4 separate regions of the Mus musculus genome follow, and all the other regions are linked to region 1. The links are chromatin contacts, called in public HiChIP or PLAC-seq and promoter capture Hi-C maps. All regions are on one chromosome and are shown on one strand. The core of a region is the stretch at or near the end of the contact, and the rest is flanking DNA. Distances in the headings are between cores, read along the strand shown.

Region 1 (4,674 bases), core at 1,625-4,124:
AGTCCGGTTGTCCCCTGTGGTTGTAGGACCTCTTTCTTAAGTCTCAGGTCACCCCCACCCCCCATGGAAGGTCACAACAAATGGGGACAGGCCACCTCGTGGATTTGGGATCAAACAATTAAGACATGGGTGGCCCATTCAGAGCTGAGTGAAGTGACTTTGCCCTGCAGACCTCAGTCTCTCCCTCTGAATAATGGGTACAAGTTTTGTTACCTGAATGTACTGAGCGGATTCGCTTATAACAACTACTCAGTCCATTCTCACACCTACTAACTGGTGGTGATGCAGCCCAGGCTTGACTAAGGCAGACTGAGTCTGTACTCAAGAGTTCACTGCTCCAGCCACGGAGCCCAGGACTACAAGAATCTCCAGAGATCAGAATTAATCTTTAACAGGTGCTCGCAGTCAGCGATGTGGAACATTCTAGAGGCCCTGTGGCATGAAACAAATGTTCTCTCAGATCCCCAGATCCTGTTATAGATAGGAACCCATCTCCCAGGTCCTGGTTGGAGAAAGAATGGACTGGTTCTCCCCCCAACCCCCTGCAGTCAAACAGGAAGAAACTGAGGCAGAGCGAGGCTCACCAGCCCCCTTCTCTAGGTATACAAACACACTAAGACCCTCTTGAAAGCATTTGCTCAAGGATTGGGGTGTAGCTCAGTGAGGCCCTGGATTTCTGGACACTACCGGGTCCCCCCCAGCCTGGGGACCCCTGAGCTCCCTGAGTCATTCCCTGCGATTGTGTCCGCTCTACAGCTAAAAGGATCTTGCTATACCACACAAACAATGGTGGCATCTCCCCCTTCCCACCCACCCCCCAACTTTCAGAGCTTCTAAGTTGGCCTTGGCCTGGCTCACACAACTCTGGACAAACGGAAGTGTCTCTGCTCCCCACACCCTACATCCCCCAGCGCAGAACTGGCGAGACGTGTCTCAGCTAGTGCAGGTCCCTCCTAATGCCCTCTCCCCCAGTCCTGTTTTTATTCTTCAAGGTGCAGCCCAGTCACCACCTTGATCAAAGGCACCCTGATGCCTTCTGGATCTGTCTTCCTCCCTCAGGCATGAGACAGTGCTGCCCACCAGGAGCTGCAGCTGTGGAAGGGACGAGAATGGGGCATATGAGCTCGGGTCACACCCCTCACACGATAACTAGGCCAATCTCAATCTAAGGGGCCAGCATCCTGTGGTACCGAGCTTCCAAGAAGCCCCTACTGGGGACAGGGAAGCAGGTGAGGGCCAGAAGAGGAGGAGGCCTTCCTTCTTGGACATACGGCATCTGGATTTCCTCGAAAGTCCAGGCACCTTCTCGGGGCTCAGAGGAATCCTCCACCCAGGCACACCTCAGACTCCAGTGGATCTCACACAAATGTCCTCTGATGCCACCATCCCTTCTGGCTTCAAAGAGAGTCTGAGCAAAGCCAAGAAGGATGTTTGCCAATTGTGGGGAGCCCCTGCTCCCAGAGATGTCCGAAAAAATCAAGAAGGAGGGGGGAGGTCTCCCTTGGTCTTCTCTACAGCAGACAGGAGGAAGGCATTAAAACGGCCTTTTCGCCAGGCAGTGGTGGTGCATGCCTTTAATCCCAGCACTTGGGAGGCAGAGGCGGGTAGATTTCTGAGTTTGAGGCCACACTGGTCTACAAAGTGAGTTCCAGGACAGCCAGGACTGCACAGAGAAACCCTGTCTCGAAAAAAACCAATAAATAAATACATACATAAATAAATGCATAAATAAATAAAATAAAATGGCCCTTTCCTATTCTCTGTCAAGACAGTGTGGAAATGGAATGGCCAGCTCAAACTGCTGCGGCAAACCCCTCCAGGGCTCCCTCAACAGCCCCAGAATGTGTTCCCATAACAATATTAAAGAAGTACTGCGGTTCAGGCAGCTAGGGGACTAGACCAAGGTCACACCGCAGAGGAGGGCAGAGCATGCCCAGAGTCCACCCAGACTGTGCTCCTAACATAGTGATGACTGACAGACACCTCACCTTGGGCAGCACCAGGCCTGAGCTGTCCCCACATGGCCAACAGCCAAGGCATTCGGGCTCAGCTCTGCCAGGATTTCTTACCTCGCTGAACAAAGATCACATGCGATGTGCGCTCAGAAGTACAAGGTTCGTGCCACCCCCTCCCCAGTCCGGGCTGAGGACTTCATCCCTCGGTACTTCCTAACCCGGGCTGTGGACAGGCCAGTGGGGAGGGTTTTCAAAGCAGCCAGCCAGCGCCCAGGTTTCAGCTCACTAGGCTCCATCCTTACCCCCAAGCCTGGGTTTCTTCATCTACACAGGGGACGGGGCACGGCTGGGCTGGGCCCTTCTGGAATGGAAGACAGTCCCAAGGGAGTCTGAAGTTGGATTTTTCAGTCAAATGGGGAGTTTGGAAATCTCTTCCTGTCCTAGGAGGCCACTTCGAGTCTCCAGGGTAAAACTAAGGTTAAAGTTTTGCATCCTCTCCCCGGCGGGGCCATCTCTCTGAAACTCCAAAAAGCAGCCCTGGAAGCTGCGGGCGCGCAGTTCCCTCCCACGCGCCCATCCCTGCCACGCGCCCTACCTAAGTGGAGCTGGTCCGGGGTAGGTGGCCGCCCCTGGCCTTTGGTTTCGGGACTCGGGTCTAGGTGACCTAGATCTGCACCACACTCCCCCAATCCCAGGTCGGCGCCCAATCCACAGGTGACTTTCGTGGTGGCGTCGCCTCCCGCTATCCCGCGCGCGGCGGGGACGGCGAACCTCGAACCCCGTCATTGGGAGGGGTCGCGAGGAACTCGCGGATCCCTTCCCCGGAGCAGCCCCACTCACCTCAGGACGCGGGCGCAGCGCCGCCGCTTCCTGATCCCTCCGGCCGCGTCCTCCTCCTGCTGCGCTTCGGCCGCGCCGCCCCGCGGGGTCCCGCCCACCCGCGCCCGCCCACCCCAGGGTCCTCCCCGGCCTGCGCGCCGCCACCTGGCTCGGTGCCTCGCTCTTCCATTCATCCCTGGTTCCTGCGCCCAGGCCGTCGCCTGCCCAGCCCGGGAACCCGCTTGCCCGGCAGCTCACACCCATCAAAGGCTGGTAGAAAAAAGCCCGCGAGGCACACCGGGCACTGGAGAGGACTCCCCGCCACCCACCCACACACTACCCACCAAGCCACGGCTCTCCTTAAGTCTGAACCTCAGAGTCTCCATTCTGAACCTCCACCTATAGCCATCATCCGGAAGATGCTAGGGGCACCAGGTCTTTACAGAGCCCCTAACATCACCGTTCCTTTTCCTAGGCTGGGTGGGGGACTGCCTTGGTGAGCCTAGCGACTTCCTTGCGGTCCTTGTTCAGCCTGCCCGCAGCACAGTACTAGGGATGACCAGCCTGGGCAAACAGCAGGCCGGGGGGTGGGGTTGGGGGTGGGGTGTAGAAAGAAGGATTGAAGGGGCCTAAATAAAAACCAACATGGCGACCAACTTAAATCTTAATAGCTAACTCACTAATTAAGCTGTGTGTTTGGAGCGGGGTGGCATTGGCAAGTAAACCTCTTTTAACTGAGCCTGAGGTGAGCTGGGCCCACTTACAGTTGGGAAACAGGCCTGGATAGGAGGGTGGGCCTCCGCAAGCCACTGCCTTGGGGTGGGGAAAGAACATCGCTATTTGGGTGGCCGTGGTCTCCAGCAGAGTGAGCTGGCAGCTGTCTGGCAGCCGTGAGGGGGTGTGCGCGATGCCCCCTTACCTCCCCGACAGGAAGCCTGAAGCTCAGGCCTTTCACACCTGAAGTTGGGGCTGAACGGAGGCTGAGGCATCCATCAAAGAGGCTGACTTGTTCTTCAGGGTGGGGAGGAAAGAACCCTCAGCACTTAGTTGCCTTGCTCACCCAGTCCCATCTCACAGACTGGGAAACTGAGGCTCCCATGCAAAAGAGACTGTGGCTCGGCCTAGGAGGCTGGTGATTGACAGCTACAAGGACACCCGGATAAAAATTCTGCCCTGCCACAGATTAGGTAATGCCCCTACGTGGATGCTTGGGGTTCTTCAAGAGGACCCTGAATCTAGTCAACAGGGCCAACACCTGGGCTTAGCAGATGCTTTTACAAGCTTGGGTTGAGGGCCCTGGCCTGGGAGATGGCTCAGTTTGGTAAAGTGCCTGCCGGGTAAACTCGAGGCCTTGAGTTCAGCCACCAGAATCCAGATTTTAAAAAATCCCCAATGTGGTTCCACACATTCACGATCTCAGTGCTAAGAAAGTAGGGGCAGGCAGATCCCGGGGGCTCAGAGACCCTGCCAAAACACAGCGTGGATGACCCTGAGAAACTCCTAAGGTCGACCCTCTGGCTTCCTTCCGCATCCCACACACCAAGAGCTGGTTGAACAAGGTATGCCATCCTGACACTGGGATGGCTGAGGCCAACCTGGGCTACACAGCAAGAGTCTGATGGATAGAGCCTGGGTTAGTAGAACCCAGACCTGTGAAGTTCTTGTTCACTGGGTAGAGTTTTAGCTTCACAAGAGGCAGAAAATAGAGGTGTTGGATGGTATGGTGGCTGCATAATCTGAATGTCCTCAATGTCACTGATCTGTGTCCTTAGAAGCAAGACAGGCTGGGATAGAGGGCTTGCCTAGTGTGTGGGAGTCTTTGTGTTCTGTCCCCAGCAAGACAGGCATAGGCACAGACACGCACACAGAGTGAGACACACACAGATGTACAACCACACAC
Region 2 (4,674 bases), core at 1,285-3,784, 460 kb after region 1:
CACCATCCACAAGCATATCACACATACACACGCATGATAATGATACAGTTTACAAAAGAACGACCTCGGTATTTGTAAATACCGTAGTGCCAGGTGTGGTAGGGGGTGCCTTTATCAAAACACAAGAGGTGGGCTGGAGAGATGGCTCAGCGGTTAAGAGCACTGACTGCTCTTCCAGGGGTCCTGAGTTCAAATCCCAGCAACCACATGGTGGCTCACAACCATCTGTAATGAGATCTGATGCTATCTTCTTGGTGTGTCTGAAGACAGCTACAATGTACTTATATATAACAAATAAATAAATCTTTAGAAAAAAAACACACACACACAAGAGGCAAGGGCAGGGCGAGTTCAGTGTGTCTGAGGCCGGTCAGGGTTGCACACTCAGAGCCTGTCTCAGGAAAACCAAAGAGGGGCTGCAGAAACGGCGCGGAGGTTAAGAGCACTTGCTGCTTTTGCAGGGGACCAGGGTTCAATTCCCAGCACCCATAACTGCTTGTAACTCCAGTTTCAGGACATATGGTGACAGGCCAGGCATGCACATAAAATCCAGACAAACAGGCACACATAGATGCACTTAGTTAATAAATGCATCTTCTTAAAAAGTTGGCACATCTTGGCTAGGGGCCAGATGCTGAACATTCAGAGTATGTTCTGAGCTTCCTACCAGAGGTCGTGGCGCCCCTGGCTGCCGCCTCTGGACACTGTGAGCCACTCTGAGCCACACACTCACAGTGAGGCTGCTGCACTCACCTGAGCTGTGGGGAAGAGATGCTCCCTGTCCAGCTGGGCCGCAATGGGGACCAACTCCTTCTCGGCAAAGTCACGGCATGTCTGACGCAACATCTGGTGTGTCTCAGGCAGCTCCACAGACTGGTAAACAGTGTGTAACCGTCGCCAGTCCCGAACACCGAGAGCTATCAGAGGATGATCCGAGTTAGGGAAGGACAGTGTGAAAGATCTTAAGACTCCTTTCTCTTTATGTGTCTGTGAGTCTGTGTTTATGTATGTACACATGCATGCAGGTACCCACAGAGGCCAGAGGAGGGCGTCAGATCCCCTGGACCTTACAGGGGATTAGGAGCTGCCCAACATGGGCGCTGGGATCTGAACTCAGATCTTCTGTAAGAAGAACAAACGCTGAGGTAGCCTGGAGTTCAGGCTAGCCTATGCAATAAGTCAAGATTTCATTCATCCCAGGGTCTGGAGGAATGGTTCAGCAGTTAAGAGCACTTGTTGCTCTTTCAGAGGAACCAGGCTACAGAGTGGCTAATTGTCTGTAATGAAAGGTCCAGAGGATCCAACACACTCTTCTGGCCTCTGTGGGACACGGCACACTTATGCAGGCACACATGCAGGCAAAGCACTCATACAAATAAAAATAAAAATAAACTTTTAAGAAAAAAAAAGAGCACCACTCCACCCCCCCACCCCCCACCCCCCCACCCCTGTCTCAATAGAAAAAAAAAAAAATGTATTGATACAATGTCAACAGAGTGTTACAGAAAAGCCCAGGCTAACTGAATGCTTAACTGCTCGCTAAACACTTCCTCCATATAATCCCATTTACAACACCTCGGAAATGGATTTTAAGTTTCACTGGGTCTGGGGTCTGGGAGTTCTATAAAATGTGGACAAGAACAGAACTCAGCTCCCGGCAGTGGAAAGATTAAAGAAGTACTTAATGGCTTATTTAACACTGATCTAATTGTTAATGTGACTCTGGATTAGCCAAAGGAAGCGGTGGCCATAGTGTCAGGGCTGCTGCACAGGAGAGGAAACACTATTAAAAATAAGTATGCCGGGCGTGGTGGCTCACGCCTTTAATCCCAGCACTCAGGAGGCAGAGGCAGGCGGATTTCTGGCTGGTCTACAAAGTGAGTTCCAGGACAGCCAAGGCTATACAGAGAAACCCTGTCTCGAAAAACAAAACAAAAACAAACAAACAAAAAAGTAAATGCTAACGTTAAGAAAACACGTTAGATGCCAACCACGATGCATCCTGTGATTTAATAGAGCTCTGAGGATGGAAACAGTTGACACTTGGACCACTTGATGCAGAGAGGTTGAGAGTTATGTCCAAGGTCATAGGTCGGAGTTAAATGCCAAGCCCCTCCCCCCACCCCCCGCCATGAAGGACCAACTCACCCAGAACCTCAGCTAGGACTGAAATGGCGTAAGGGGTGTGGATAGGGCCGCATAAGGGGAGCTGGCGATGAGGGACCCGCGGGAAAAGCGCCGAGCAGGAGCCCGGATCCCTCAGAGTCTGGGCCTTGCACCGGCCAGAGGCTACCAAACTAGGACAAAGGCCACGCGCAGCCACTGGGTGCTGCCCACTCGTCTGCCCGGGGCCACAGCAGGACCGGCCGCCAGGATCTCCGCCCTGTGACCCGCCCTGGGGCTCCGCACTCACCTCTACGGAGAGGGCCACGGGCCCGGGCGAGCAAGGCGGCAGCCATGGGCACAGACCTCCAGGACCTCCTGCAGCAGCTCTGGAGTTCCGGACGGCAGGGGCAGGGCCTGGGCCACGCCCACACGGCTGCAGGGGCGGGGCCGGCGCCGAGCCCGGGCCACGCCCACCGGGCCGCAGGGGCAGGCCTGAGACAGGCTCACGACCTAGGGTCCGGGCCTCACCCAGGAAGTCAACTTAATTCCAGCGACTTCTGAGCCTGAGGCAGAATTGCAGGTTCTCCCTGTATTACGGAGTAAATTCAAGCCCAGCTTGGGCAACTTTGCAGTATCTTCAAAATGAAAGTTTAAAGAGGGCGTGAGGAGGTCCTCCCTGCCTAGCAGACATAAGGCGCTGGGTTCAGTTTTAGGGAGAGAAGAGAAGAGCTAGCACCTACTCCTGCCCACCCACTTCTGCATCCTGTCAGCTGTCAGCGTAATCCCTGGCTCCCTGACCATCTTTGCTCGGCCACACAAGGCAGGCAGCTTTTGCCCTCTTGCCTGGATTTCATGCTACCATTCCTAGCCCACAGTTTTACATCCAGCCTTTTATTTTACTTATTTATTTACTATTCATCTCTCACACTAGTCTGTGGATTCCAAAAGGGCTGGAAGGGGGCTGGTGAGATGGCTCAGTGGGTAAGAGCACCCGACTGCTCTTCCGAAGGTCCAGAGTTCAAATCCCAGCAACCACATGGTGGCTCACAACCATCCGTAATGAGATCTGACTCCCTCTTCTGGAGTGTATGAAGACAGCTACAGTGTATGTACATAAAATAATAAAATAAATCTTTAAAACAAAACAAAACAAAAAACAAAAAGCCTGGAAGGCTCAGTATCTAGCCCATTGCATGGGGATGCTGGGCAGGAAGATTCCCTCCAGCCCTCAGATGTGAATGTGAAACAGAGCTACTGTCTTCTGCACCTCGTGGGGGGGGGGGGGGCAGAGCCCTGCTGGGAGTAGGGGTACTGCCCATTAACTCCAAGGGTTGAGGGTTGAGTCCTAGCACCCTCAGAACAACTTCGCTCGGTCCCAGAGACTGTCAGTGTCATTAGCTCCCTGGTTTACATGCACCCTACATATCTGCTCACTGAACTTCACAGCCCACCACTACCTAGAAAACAATACACTGAAGAGAGGGTGGTAGTTTAGACTGCAAATGATCCCATCTGTCCATTTCTTCCCCCACCCCCAAAGTCTGGAACTGCCTTTAAAGGGGGGGGGGGGCTTTCAAATAACGTGCTGACTCTTTGCCCAATCCTCTGGTCATCCATCCGTCTTCCCTACCTGGTCACCAGACAGAACCGGATGGAAGACGAAAGAGAGACACTGGAGCCTGAGAGGTGGTGCAGAGGGTAGACTTCACATGTGAGCATGACCTGAGTTGGAACCCCAGCATCCATTTGACCTGGGTGCAGGATTCCATCCGATGGGGACTGCAAAGACAAGGATTCTGGGAGCTCACTGACATCCAGTCTAAAGGGGCTGGTGAGTTCCTGCTTCAGTAAGAAAAAACTGTCTCCAAAAACGAGACAGCTGCCAGGCTCTAATGGTGACATGACTTTAATCCTAGACCTGGAGGCAGAGGCGACTGGGTCTCTGTGAGTTCCAGGCCAGCCTGGTCTACAAAGTAAGTTCCAAAATAGCCAGGGCTACACAGAGAAATCATCTCTCAAAAAAACAAAAACAAAAAAAACCCAAAACAATAGATGACCAGGCCAGGTGGTCCACAGGGCCTGGCTAGCCTGGAACTTGCCATTAAAGACTAGAGACAAGCCTTGAACTCACAGAGTTGAGTGTGGGAATTACAGGCAGGTGCCACCACTCAAACCCATGTCTTTGAAGGTTTGTTTTGGTTTGGTTTGGTTTTGGTTTTGGTTTTTTAAGGGGCCTGGAAAATGGCTCAGTGAGCAAAGGCACTTGCTGCCAAGGCCGATGACGTCAGTTCTATCTCCAGAAGCTGCCTGGGGCCATCTGCAGCCTTCGACATGGTGGCCAGCTCTGACTGGCAGTCAGGCTGCCCCTTTATTTTTATAGGTTTCACAGAACAATGACCGGCTAGCAATTACCCAAGAAGGACAGATTACGTGTTTGATTTTTTTCATTATATGTCCAGGGTTACAAGTGCAGTCACAATTAGAAAGTACAAATAGAAGGGGCTGGAGAGATGGCTCAGCGGTTAAGAGCACTGACTGCTCTTTCAGAGGTCCTGAGTTAAAAATCCC
Region 3 (4,674 bases), core at 1,366-3,865, 310 kb after region 1:
CCAAAGGTAGACCTTGGAATCAACAGTTCCCGTGGGGAGTTAGTCCTTCCCACCGCCTCTTCCAGCCTCAACTTCCCCACTAGCCAGGCCCTCATGGGGGTCCTCCAGCCCTCTCCCCAGAGGGTCCCCCCCACCCCCACCCCTGGTCCTGAAACTAGAGGCCCCACTTTTTGTCCCTGGGGACATTTTCAGGTCCCCTTTGTTACCTGAACAATAAGTAACCCGGGTAGTTAGTTATAAACTCCGCAGGAACAAGGAGCTGGTTGATAATTTATAGCAACATCTCGAATTTAAATGGAAAGCAAATAGCTCGCTGTTAGCATTAAAGAAAAGCAACCTGGGAGGGACAGCACTCTAGCCTCCTCCCCGCTCAGCCTCTCTCCCCTGCCCCTTTCTCCCAGCTGCTGAGAGACCCTCTCTTTTCCTGGCTCCTCTGCCCTCCCAACTCCCCCAGCCCTCTTCTCCCATCTCATCCTCCTCACCGCCCCTGTCCCCTCTGCCTCCAGGATTCTGCCTGTTCCCCTGCAGGGAGCACTTTGACCTCTGTTCCAGCTGCTTTGGACCAGGCTCCCCTCCAGCCCCCACTGCCCCCACCGTGAGGGCTGCTGATCAAGAGGTCCCACCTAGCCAGGTAAGAAGACCCTTGGCATCCCTGGCCCCTCAGCCTCATATTAAGCCCCTAGCCCCACCTGGGGCCCCAAGACAGGTCAGGCCCAGCTCCACCCTATCCAGGTTTCTTGTGCCCTGGTTCTGGCAATACTCGGCCCTTTGCCCCTCCCCTGCGGTGAGGCAGCCCTTTGCCCTCCACTTTCTGCCAAGTCAGGGGGCCTGACTGCTCCTCTGCCCCTTGCCCAAGGCCCAGGGAGGCTTCTGGACACTTCCAGAAATGCCGGGATCCACCAGCCCTCCCCCACCCCAAGTCAGAATCAGGACCTTGGACAGAAAAAAGGCTGCCTCTGGAGTATTCTTGTGAGACTGTCCCCAAACTCCTCAGCCAGCCCTCAGGCCCCTCCACGGCGCCTTCCCTGTCTAAGCCTCAGTTTCCCTACTGTAAAGCGTGTTTATTAACCACTTCCTTCTGGGGGGGCGGTTATCTCTATATTATGGGGATTTAGGCACAGCAGAAATCCCTACAGAAAATAGCGTGCCGGGCGATAATCTCAGGGAAACTGTGGAGGCTTGGGGAATTGGGGGTGGTAGTACTCCCCACAGCCCCCAAGCTACCTTTCCCTCACTTTGGTGTTCCTGTTCGTTCTCCACCCCCAAATGGGCATCTCCCCGCCACCGTCCCGACAAGTTAATGATCACAGGCCTTATCAGAGCCTTTTGCTATTTATAAATTTATAAAACAAAAGAAATAATGGCGTGCGTGGGTAATTAGTAACCAGAACGGCTTTGCTGAGGAGAGAGACGGGGGAGGCATTGAAATCGGGACCCACTCAGCACTCCAGGAGATGGGGAGCCAGACAACAGAAGAGGGGGGTCTGGTATGGGGAGGCCTCTAACCCTGCTATCTGACCAGGCTGGGGTCAGGGGCAAGCAGCACCTGGCCATGCAGGGAAACTGCCACCTTCAGCTCCATCTGCCCCAGGTAAGAAACCCAAGCGTACCCTGCCAGATGCTTAAGGCCCTGGCGGATCAGGAAATCCCCTAAAAGCCCAACATCAGCCCGGCCTCCTCAGGGGCTTTTGGGGCCCCAAACCTGGATCTGACCCCCCCCCCAGCCAAGAAGGTGGAATTTGTGGGAGCACAAACGACCACACTGGGGAAGGATTTCTACCACCCACTAGTTCTCCAACCATTTTCTTGGGGCTGGCTTTCCTTTGTCCTCTGTTTCAAAGTGACCTCAGGCCTGTCCCTGTTTCCTAAAGGCCGGACTGCAAACAGGTGGCCCACGGATACGGGGTATGTAGGGCCAAACAGAGGGGTAGGTTCGGCAAGAAGCCCTTAACCACCAGCCTGAAGACCACAGCTCCTAAGGCCCCCTAGACGGGAAGTGAAGCTTGCCAGGAGCATAGAATGGGGCGCTATGAGTTCCTTCCTGGGTGCTGGGGACAGGTTGGGGTCCTTACTGAAGAAGTGACTCCACCACGGCTTTCTGGTGGGCTGCCTCCTCTGGGCTGAGGTTCTCCAGCTCTTTCAGAATGGGTGGCGCGAAGTCTTCCCCATCGTCATCCGTGTCATCTTCAGAGCCACGCGTTTCTCCAAGGCCATTAGGCAACTCGGTCAGGTCCCCTCGACTCCCACCGCAGGACTCCCCCTTGTCCAGGGGACCCTCTCCAACCATCAGGTAGGGCCCTGGCTCCCCCAAGGCCTGGATCAGGGCCTCTTTGCTCAGGCCAGACTCGAGCAGGGCAGCCAGGAGCTCCGTCTGCAGCTGGCTCAGCTTAGAAACCATGGCTCCGCTGCCACCAGGCCACGCGGCCCAAGGCCACTGAGCTAGCCGCCTCCCCCACCCACGGCCGGTGTCTACCTGCCGGCAGGCTGGCAGTCAACGGACCGGGCTCGCTGCACCCACTGCCCCCCCAAATCCCACTAGTCAAGCTCTGTGGGCACCCCCAGCCCCCAACCCTGGCCCCAGCGGCCAGTGAATCAGGGCCCCTGCCTGCTCTGTTTACATTGGAGCTGGGGAAATTCTCCAAGGTTCATATTTATCCGTGCGCTTAGCGAAGGGACTGAACTTTGGACTTCAGCCTTGCAAGTGCAGGCCTCATGGCGGGTGAGAGGGACCGGGACCGGGAGTCATGGCCTGCAATTGGGAGTGAGCAGAAGGGAGGGTGGGGGAGGTGGAGAGGGGCCAGGGGCGCAGGGCTAGAGGCAGCAGGAGCCAGGAGGCCTCTGGGTGCGGCGCTGGGTCCCACTCTCCAGGATGCTTTCAGCCTGGCACAGGAGAACTTTAAAAGCCTGTTTCTTTGGGCCGCTGGGACAGCAGGAAGCTCTGGGCCACTGGGCCGGTTCTCCAGGGCAGAATCAGGTCACATTTCCTGGAGTGGGTCACTGCACCCTCAGTCCTAGCCCAACATCAGACTTCCCAGGGGGGGAAAAACCCCTGTTGTCTTAGCACTTCAGACTTCTGTGTTGAGGATACTGGGTTATAATGTATTGCATCCTATCATTGTGTGATCCGAACCAGAACGTGTGTGTGTGTGTGTGTCCTGTGTGTGTGTGTCTGTGTGTGTGTGTGTGTCTGTGTGTATCTGTGTATCTAATCTATATGTGTGTGTATAACTAATCTATGTTTGTGTATGTCTCTGTGTCTTGTATGTGTCTGTGTATCTAATTTTATGTGTGTGTATATCTAATCTATGTGTGTGTGTATGTGTGTGTATCTCTCTGTGTCTGTGCACGCACACATATGTATTGGGGTTTTTTGTTTGTTTGTTTGTTTGTTTGTTTGAGACAGTCTTACGATGTAGTTCAGGCTGACCTTGAACTCCTGATTTTCCTACCTCTAGCTCCCAAGTGCTGGAATTACAGACCCGTACCACAGCCAGTTTTTAGTCTTGCTGGGGTCAAACCCAGGGCCTTGTATACTCAAGGCAAGGGCTCTACCAAGAGCCAGAACCCCAGCCCCAAATACACCATTTTAATTTTTCTCAAGTATTACTTTTGTCAGTATTACCTAATGAAAGCATTTATATATTTTTTAAATCTTTTTGTGTGTGTGTGTGTGTTCCCGAGAGTGTGTGTATGTGTGACAGCTTGGGTGTGGAGGTCGGGGAACAACTGCAGGAATCAGCTATCTCTCTCTTCCACTCTGTGGAACCCAGGCAGTCTGACTTGTCACCTGCCCAGCCCTCTTGCCTTTTGAAATGCAGCAGCTGTTAGCAGCCATAAGCATATCCCAGCATGCAGCGCACCAATCGATCAATTTAAAACACTTTCATCATCCTAAAGAAACTGTTCTCCTGAGCAGCCCATTCCTATGCAGGTCTCTAGCCCCGCCTCTGGCAGTCATGGAGGCCGGAAGTTCACTCCATCCAGAGCGCAGATCTCATTTTATCCCCTCGATAGTGAATGGTGGGTGGGGAACTTTTGCAAGGAGACCAGGCACTTTCCGGTGCATCCATAGACAGCTAATTACCTATGTTCCGCCCACGTTTTAGCTGCAGTGAGCAAGGCTTCTAGAAACATCCACATGCACTTTTTTATGTGAATATGTGCTTTCGATCCTCATTCATGTAAGAAATACGTCACCAGGCGGTGATGGCGCACACCTTTAATCCCAGCACTTGGGAGGCAGAGGCAGGCAGATTTCTGAGTTTGAGGCCAGCCTGGTCTACAGAGTGAGTTCCAGGACAGCCAGGGCTATACCCTGTCTTGAAAAGCAAAACAAAAGAGAAACAAAAACAAAAACAAATAAACAAAATACCAAAAGAAATATATCACATGGACAAGGAGTTCTGGGCCAGCCTGAGCTACATATTATAAATTAATTGCTCATTAAAAACACTGGCCAGGCGTGGTGGCACACGCCTTTAATCCCAGCACTCCGGATGCAGAGGCAGGCAGATTTCTGAGTTGGAGGCCAGCCTGGTCTACAAAGTGAGTTCTAGGACAGCCAGGTCTATACAGAGAAACCCTGTCTTGGAAAACCAAAAAAATTAAAAACAAAACAAAACAAAACAAAAAAAAACCACTGTAAGTAAAGTGTCACATTTCCATTAGGAACAG
Region 4 (4,674 bases), core at 1,256-3,755, 260 kb after region 1:
ATTTTCACCGGAGTTACCCTACAGAGGGGATAACATTCTCTCTCGGGGCGCTAGTGGCCATCATCTGTGTGACAAGGAAAACCATGTGTGGTCTCCCCATGAAGCTTCCCACCTCCACATGCAAGGCACCTCCATTTCTTCCTGCAGACTCACTCCTAGGCTTCCACCGGCTCTGCTATTCCTCCTTTCACTAATGGACGAAGCCAGAGGGGATCAGCTATCCCTGCTTCCTCCTCCTTCAGAGACTTGGGACCACCCAGACACTATTGCACAATGCCAGCAAGATTTTGCTGAAAGGACCCTGTTATAGCTGTCTCGCATGACGCTATGCCAGTGCCTGGCAAATATAGTAGTGGACGCTCACAGTCATCTATAAGATGGAATACTAGGCCCCCAATGGAGAAGCTAGAGAAAGCACCCAAGGAGCTGAAGGGGTCTGCAATCCTATAGGTGGAACAATAATATGAACTAACTAGTCCCCCCAGAGCACGTATCTCTAACTGCATATGTAGCAGAAGATGGCCTAGTCAGCTATCACTGGGAAAAGAGGCCCCTGGTACTGTAAACTTTATATGCCCCAGTACAGGGGAATGCCAGGGCCAAGAAGCGGGAGTGGGTGAGTAGGGGAGCAGGGTGGAGGGAGGGTATAGGGAACTTTTGGGATAGCATTTGAAATGTATATAAAGAAAATATCCAATTAAAAAAAAGAATTAAAAAAAAGAAAAAAATTGGGACCCAGCCCCTTTCCTTATCCGCTCTGTGCCCATCGCCCCCCTGCCCACCTCTTCCTTCCTTTTTTCTTTTTAACTTTAGATTTATCTATTTTTATAAGAGTTTTTTTTTAATTGCTATTTTCAGACATACACTAGAAGACTGCATCGGATCCCATTACAGATGATTGTGAGCCACCATGTGGTAGCTGGGAATTGAACTCAGGACCTCCTCCGACAGAGCAGTCAGTGCTCTTAACCGCTGAGCCATCTCTCCAGCCCCTCTTCTCTCTTTCTATAGACAGGTCTCATTACGCAGCCTCAGCTGACCTGGAATTCACCGTATCAACCAGTCTGGTTTCACACTTACAGAGATCCACCTGCCTCTGCCTCCCTAGGGCTGGGATTAAAGGCCTGTGCCACCACAGCCCGCTCACTGCTGCATCCTGCATGGACCGCCACACGGTGTCAGACCCATCTCCCTGCCTGTAGCATTGCTGCCGTCTATCTTTAGTACAGAAGGTGGCAGAGCGATCATGCTAGGTTCTAAGTTCTCTGCACGCCACGCTTCTGATTCACCCTGGGAAGGAGGCTGAACGGGCTCACCTGACATGTGACTTAGTGAGCCACTTCCTCTTTGTCAAACAGCATTATCACTTGGCTTCCAGAACGTTCTCCTTTCCTTCACCCTCCTGCTCTTCCTCGTTCTGCTTTGCTGAACTCTTTCAGCAACCCCAGCTCTGAATCTTTAACTACCTCAGAGCCCGGCTCCACCCACTTCTCTACACAGCCCCTGCTAGGTCTCATGTCTGTAACGATCTCTGTTAGAGGCACCTTCATTTGGGTTGTTTTGGCTTTGAAAACGTTTTATTGAGACTGTGTGTGTGGTGTTTGCGTGCTTAAATGCAAACACATTCAAGATGTTTTGTTTCCTGTTTCTATGAGATAAGAGTTTCTCTGTGTAGTCCTGGCTGTCCTGGAACTCACTCTGTAGACCAGGCTGGCCACAATCCAGGTCCTACAGTGTGTATTTCTCATATTTCACGTTTTTCACTGTTTCTCGCCATATTCCAGGTCCTACCGTGTGTTTCTCTTTTTGCACGTTTTTCAGTGTTTCTCGCCATATTTCATGTCCTACCATATGAGTTTCTCTTTTCCTCGTTTCACACCATATTGCCACGCCTAATGACCCAAGTATGGGTCCTAAAATCCACGTGCGGTGGAAGCAGACAACAGGCCCCTGCAGGTTTTACTCTGACCCCCACATTTGTGCCATGACATGCGTCCCCCTCCTAAAAAAAAACCCAAAATACATAAATATAATTTTCTCATATAAATATATGTAAATATAAAGTAAATAAAATATAAATAAAAATTTAAATCTTTTAAATGAAATATACTAACTTTTATATAAATATAATAATAATTCTTTGAAATAAAATAAAGAAAAAGCATCTGACAACCTCAAAGTGTCCTTCTGATTCCAGATTCCTCATTCCTTACCACAGCCATGACTAGGCTCTTTCTCTTTCCAAACCTCAGTTTCCCTATGACGGGTCGGGGCAGTTGGCCTAAGTCATCCAGACAAGGTGTCTCTGGAAGGTCAGACTCAAGCCAATTTCAGTTTACAAACGTCACAAAAGAGAAACTACAAATGTTGAGAATCGAAACTTAACAGCACAAAAGTTGGCCCCATGCCAACCCTGTTAAGGCGGTCCAGACCGGCCAACCCCAGCCTCTGGTCCCTCGGCACACCTACCATGACAATAAATCTCCAAGGAGGGGACCCCCCCATAGAGCCATGCTCCCAAGCTTCTCTCTTCACCCCCCTTTCCGCCATTGGGTGCCAGAGGTCAGCTGGAAAGGAGCCGCCTTAAAAAAGGAGGAGGTGAGTACCGGCAGCTGGATGGGTGCTTGGCTATATAGCCCTGCGCCTGCCTGAGGTAGCTGACGGTCAGTTTGTAGCCATGGCAGTCGCCCAGGAGCTGTACGGCTTCCCGGCCTCCAAGCTGGACTCCTTTGTGGCTCAGTGGCTGCAGCCAACCAGAGAGTGGAAAGAAGAGGTCCTGGAGACCGTGCAGACAGTGGAGCAGTTCCTGAGGCAGGAGAATTTCCGTGAAGATCGTGGCCCGGCTCGGGATGTGCGCGTGCTCAAGGTACTCAAGGTAAGACTGGACTTCACCATTCCCAGCCAGGACAGGGCAAACCCCAGTGCCAGGGAGTCCCCTCGCCTCGTGATCCCTAGTTCACGCTTCTGACATCTCGAGACAGCCCCGCGAGCCTTGAGCAGAATGAACTACTAAAGAAGATAATAAAAGACCACCTCTGGAGAAAATGGTAGGGAAAGCCTGCATATTCTATCATTAAAACTTATACTCTGAGAGATAGATACCATTCTTGTCCCATTTTACAGATGAGCCTAACAAAGGCTCCACAATGTCAGAGCTACAGTGACCACATGCAATGCAAGGCCTCTAGTTGGATCCTGACATGTAATTTGTAAATAACAATTTTTGAGAGCCTGACTTGGGGGCCCATTCTTGCAACCCCAGCATGTGGGAGGTAGAGAAGCAAGAGGATGGTTGGTTCACAGCCTAGGTTACATATCACAGAACAACACACACACACACACACACATACACACACACACACACACACACACACCACAGACAGACAGAGACACAGAGAGAGTGTGAGTTTGGGGATGAGTGGTAAATGTTTAATATGACCTGCATTTTGGTAAGAAAACTGCCGTTTGTCAAGTTAAATCGCACCTACTGGGGTGGGGAACTCTCTTTAGGGGGACACATGCTATGCTGTATTGGGGCAAAGCTCCTTGCTGTCCGCTACTCACTTTAAAGTGATTGAGATGACACAAATGCGGGATCTGTGGATGTGGCTCAAGGCTAGAGTGAAAGCCTAGCATGTACAAAAGAAAGACAGTCACCGATGTGGCAAGTTTAGATGTGCTGGCTGCCTGGATGGTATCTTCTTCCTAATTTTTTCCACGTTTTAATATTTTGATAACTGAAAGACTCTTAAAATGGAGGCTGAGAGTAGCCATTGGGCTTGTTCAGAGATGTAACTGCTGACGTCAGAGCTGGGATTTGAACCCGGCTACTCAAACGGTGACCCAAGTTTCTCACTAATATTTTTTTTTCCTCCTTAAATCCTTCTTCCAACTGCCACCCCTACCCCCTAGCTGAGCTAAGGATCACAGGTTCAACAGACCCTGGAAGGGGGTGGGGCAAGGGCTGAGTGTAGCTGCTCAAACTTATTATCCCAGCCCTGCAGAGGCAGAGACAAGAGAACCACTAGGCCTACCAACCAGTCTCCTTGGCCTATCAGTCTAGCCAAATCTGCAAGCCCTAGGGCACAGTAGAATACCCTGTGTCAAAAAAACCAAATGAGCAGCCTAAAGAACAATACCCAAGGTTGCCCTCTGATCTCCACACACAAGTGTGCACTAGTGCAGGATGCACACATGCGCACACACACAGCTTTGGAGAAGAACTAACCTCAGCCAATTGTTCATTTAAATGTTAAGGAGATTGACACCTGAAGAGGTTGACACATCTTAATGCCATAGCCCAAGTGGTTGCAGCATCTAGACTAGAATTAGGACTGGATTCCCAGCCTGAGATTTTAAACTTGCGCTACTGGGTTGAATTTTGAAGTCTTGAGCTTCAGGTCACATGATTTAGAAGTGACAGCCATAGTTTTGTCACCACACAGAGAGGATTTGAGTCTGGGCTCTTCCTCTCACCAGCTGTGTGACTCTGATCATCCTGTCTCATGTCTCAAGTCCTTGGTCTGCTCCTCTATGATGGCAGCATCCCAAACATCGTGTTCCATTTCCCAACACTGAGGCCATGCAGCCTAAAGGTTAGCTCAGGGTAAAGTCTTAGAAACAAGGGTTTCATTATGATACTTGCCTGGGGCTTTTTCCTGGCTGCTGGGAGTC

Evidence for each region. Promoter capture Hi-C pulls out the DNA fragments that hold promoters and counts their contacts. HiChIP or PLAC-seq counts read pairs in DNA pulled down with a chosen protein or histone mark. Capture Hi-C pulls out chosen DNA fragments and counts their contacts.
Region 2: a promoter capture Hi-C map of embryonic stem cells shows a contact between it and region 1, with 2.4 times the contacts expected there. The contact joins the promoter of Acads here to the promoter of Trpv4 in region 1. A contact is called at or near these places in 5 of 39 promoter capture datasets (the 3T3-L1 cell line, embryonic stem cells, liver and 2 more), 1 of 115 datasets of contacts at active chromatin or transcription factors (pancreatic cancer cells) and 1 of 9 other capture datasets (liver).
Region 3: a contact with region 1 is called in a FOXA1 HiChIP or PLAC-seq map of pancreatic cancer cells. The contact joins the promoter of Hnf1a here to the promoter of Trpv4 in region 1. A contact is called at or near these places in 2 of 39 promoter capture datasets (embryonic stem cells and pre-B cells), 2 of 484 Hi-C or Micro-C datasets (the Ba/F3 cell line and embryonic fibroblasts) and 1 of 115 datasets of contacts at active chromatin or transcription factors (pancreatic cancer cells).
Region 4: a promoter capture Hi-C map of adipose tissue shows a contact between it and region 1. The contact joins the promoter of Oasl1 here to the promoter of Trpv4 in region 1. A contact is called at or near these places in 7 of 39 promoter capture datasets (the HPC-7 cell line, cranial neural crest, embryonic stem cells and 2 more), 1 of 484 Hi-C or Micro-C datasets (B cells), 4 of 115 datasets of contacts at active chromatin or transcription factors (bone marrow-derived dendritic cells, embryonic stem cells, large pre-B cells and 1 more) and 2 of 9 other capture datasets (adipose tissue and pancreatic islet).

What each region holds. Positions count from the first base shown.
Region 1 is chr5:114,655,547-114,660,220 of GRCm38.p6, forward strand. It overlaps Trpv4 (transient receptor potential cation channel, subfamily V, member 4), which reads right to left and starts at 2,875. Exons shown (of 16, transcript NM_022017.3): 1 at 2,796-2,875.
Region 2 is chr5:115,116,812-115,121,485 of GRCm38.p6, forward strand. Acads (acyl-Coenzyme A dehydrogenase, short chain) reads right to left here and starts at 2,535. Exons shown (of 10, transcript NM_007383.3): 1 at 2,414-2,535; 2 at 754-917. The coding sequence starts at 2,459.
Region 3 is chr5:114,968,447-114,973,120 of GRCm38.p6, forward strand. It overlaps Hnf1a (HNF1 homeobox A), which reads right to left and starts at 2,616. Exons shown (of 10, transcript NM_009327.3): 1 at 2,073-2,616. The coding sequence starts at 2,398. It overlaps Hnf1aos1 (a long non-coding RNA gene), which reads left to right and starts at 297. Exons shown (of 6, transcript XR_878697.3): 1 at 297-1,591.
Region 4 is chr5:114,920,735-114,925,408 of GRCm38.p6, forward strand. It overlaps Oasl1 (2'-5' oligoadenylate synthetase-like 1), which reads left to right and starts at 2,506. Exons shown (of 6, transcript NM_001359945.1): 1 at 2,506-2,875. The coding sequence starts at 2,678. It overlaps Gm13822 (predicted gene 13822), which reads right to left and starts at 1,527. Exons shown (of 2, transcript NR_166682.1): 1 at 1,317-1,527.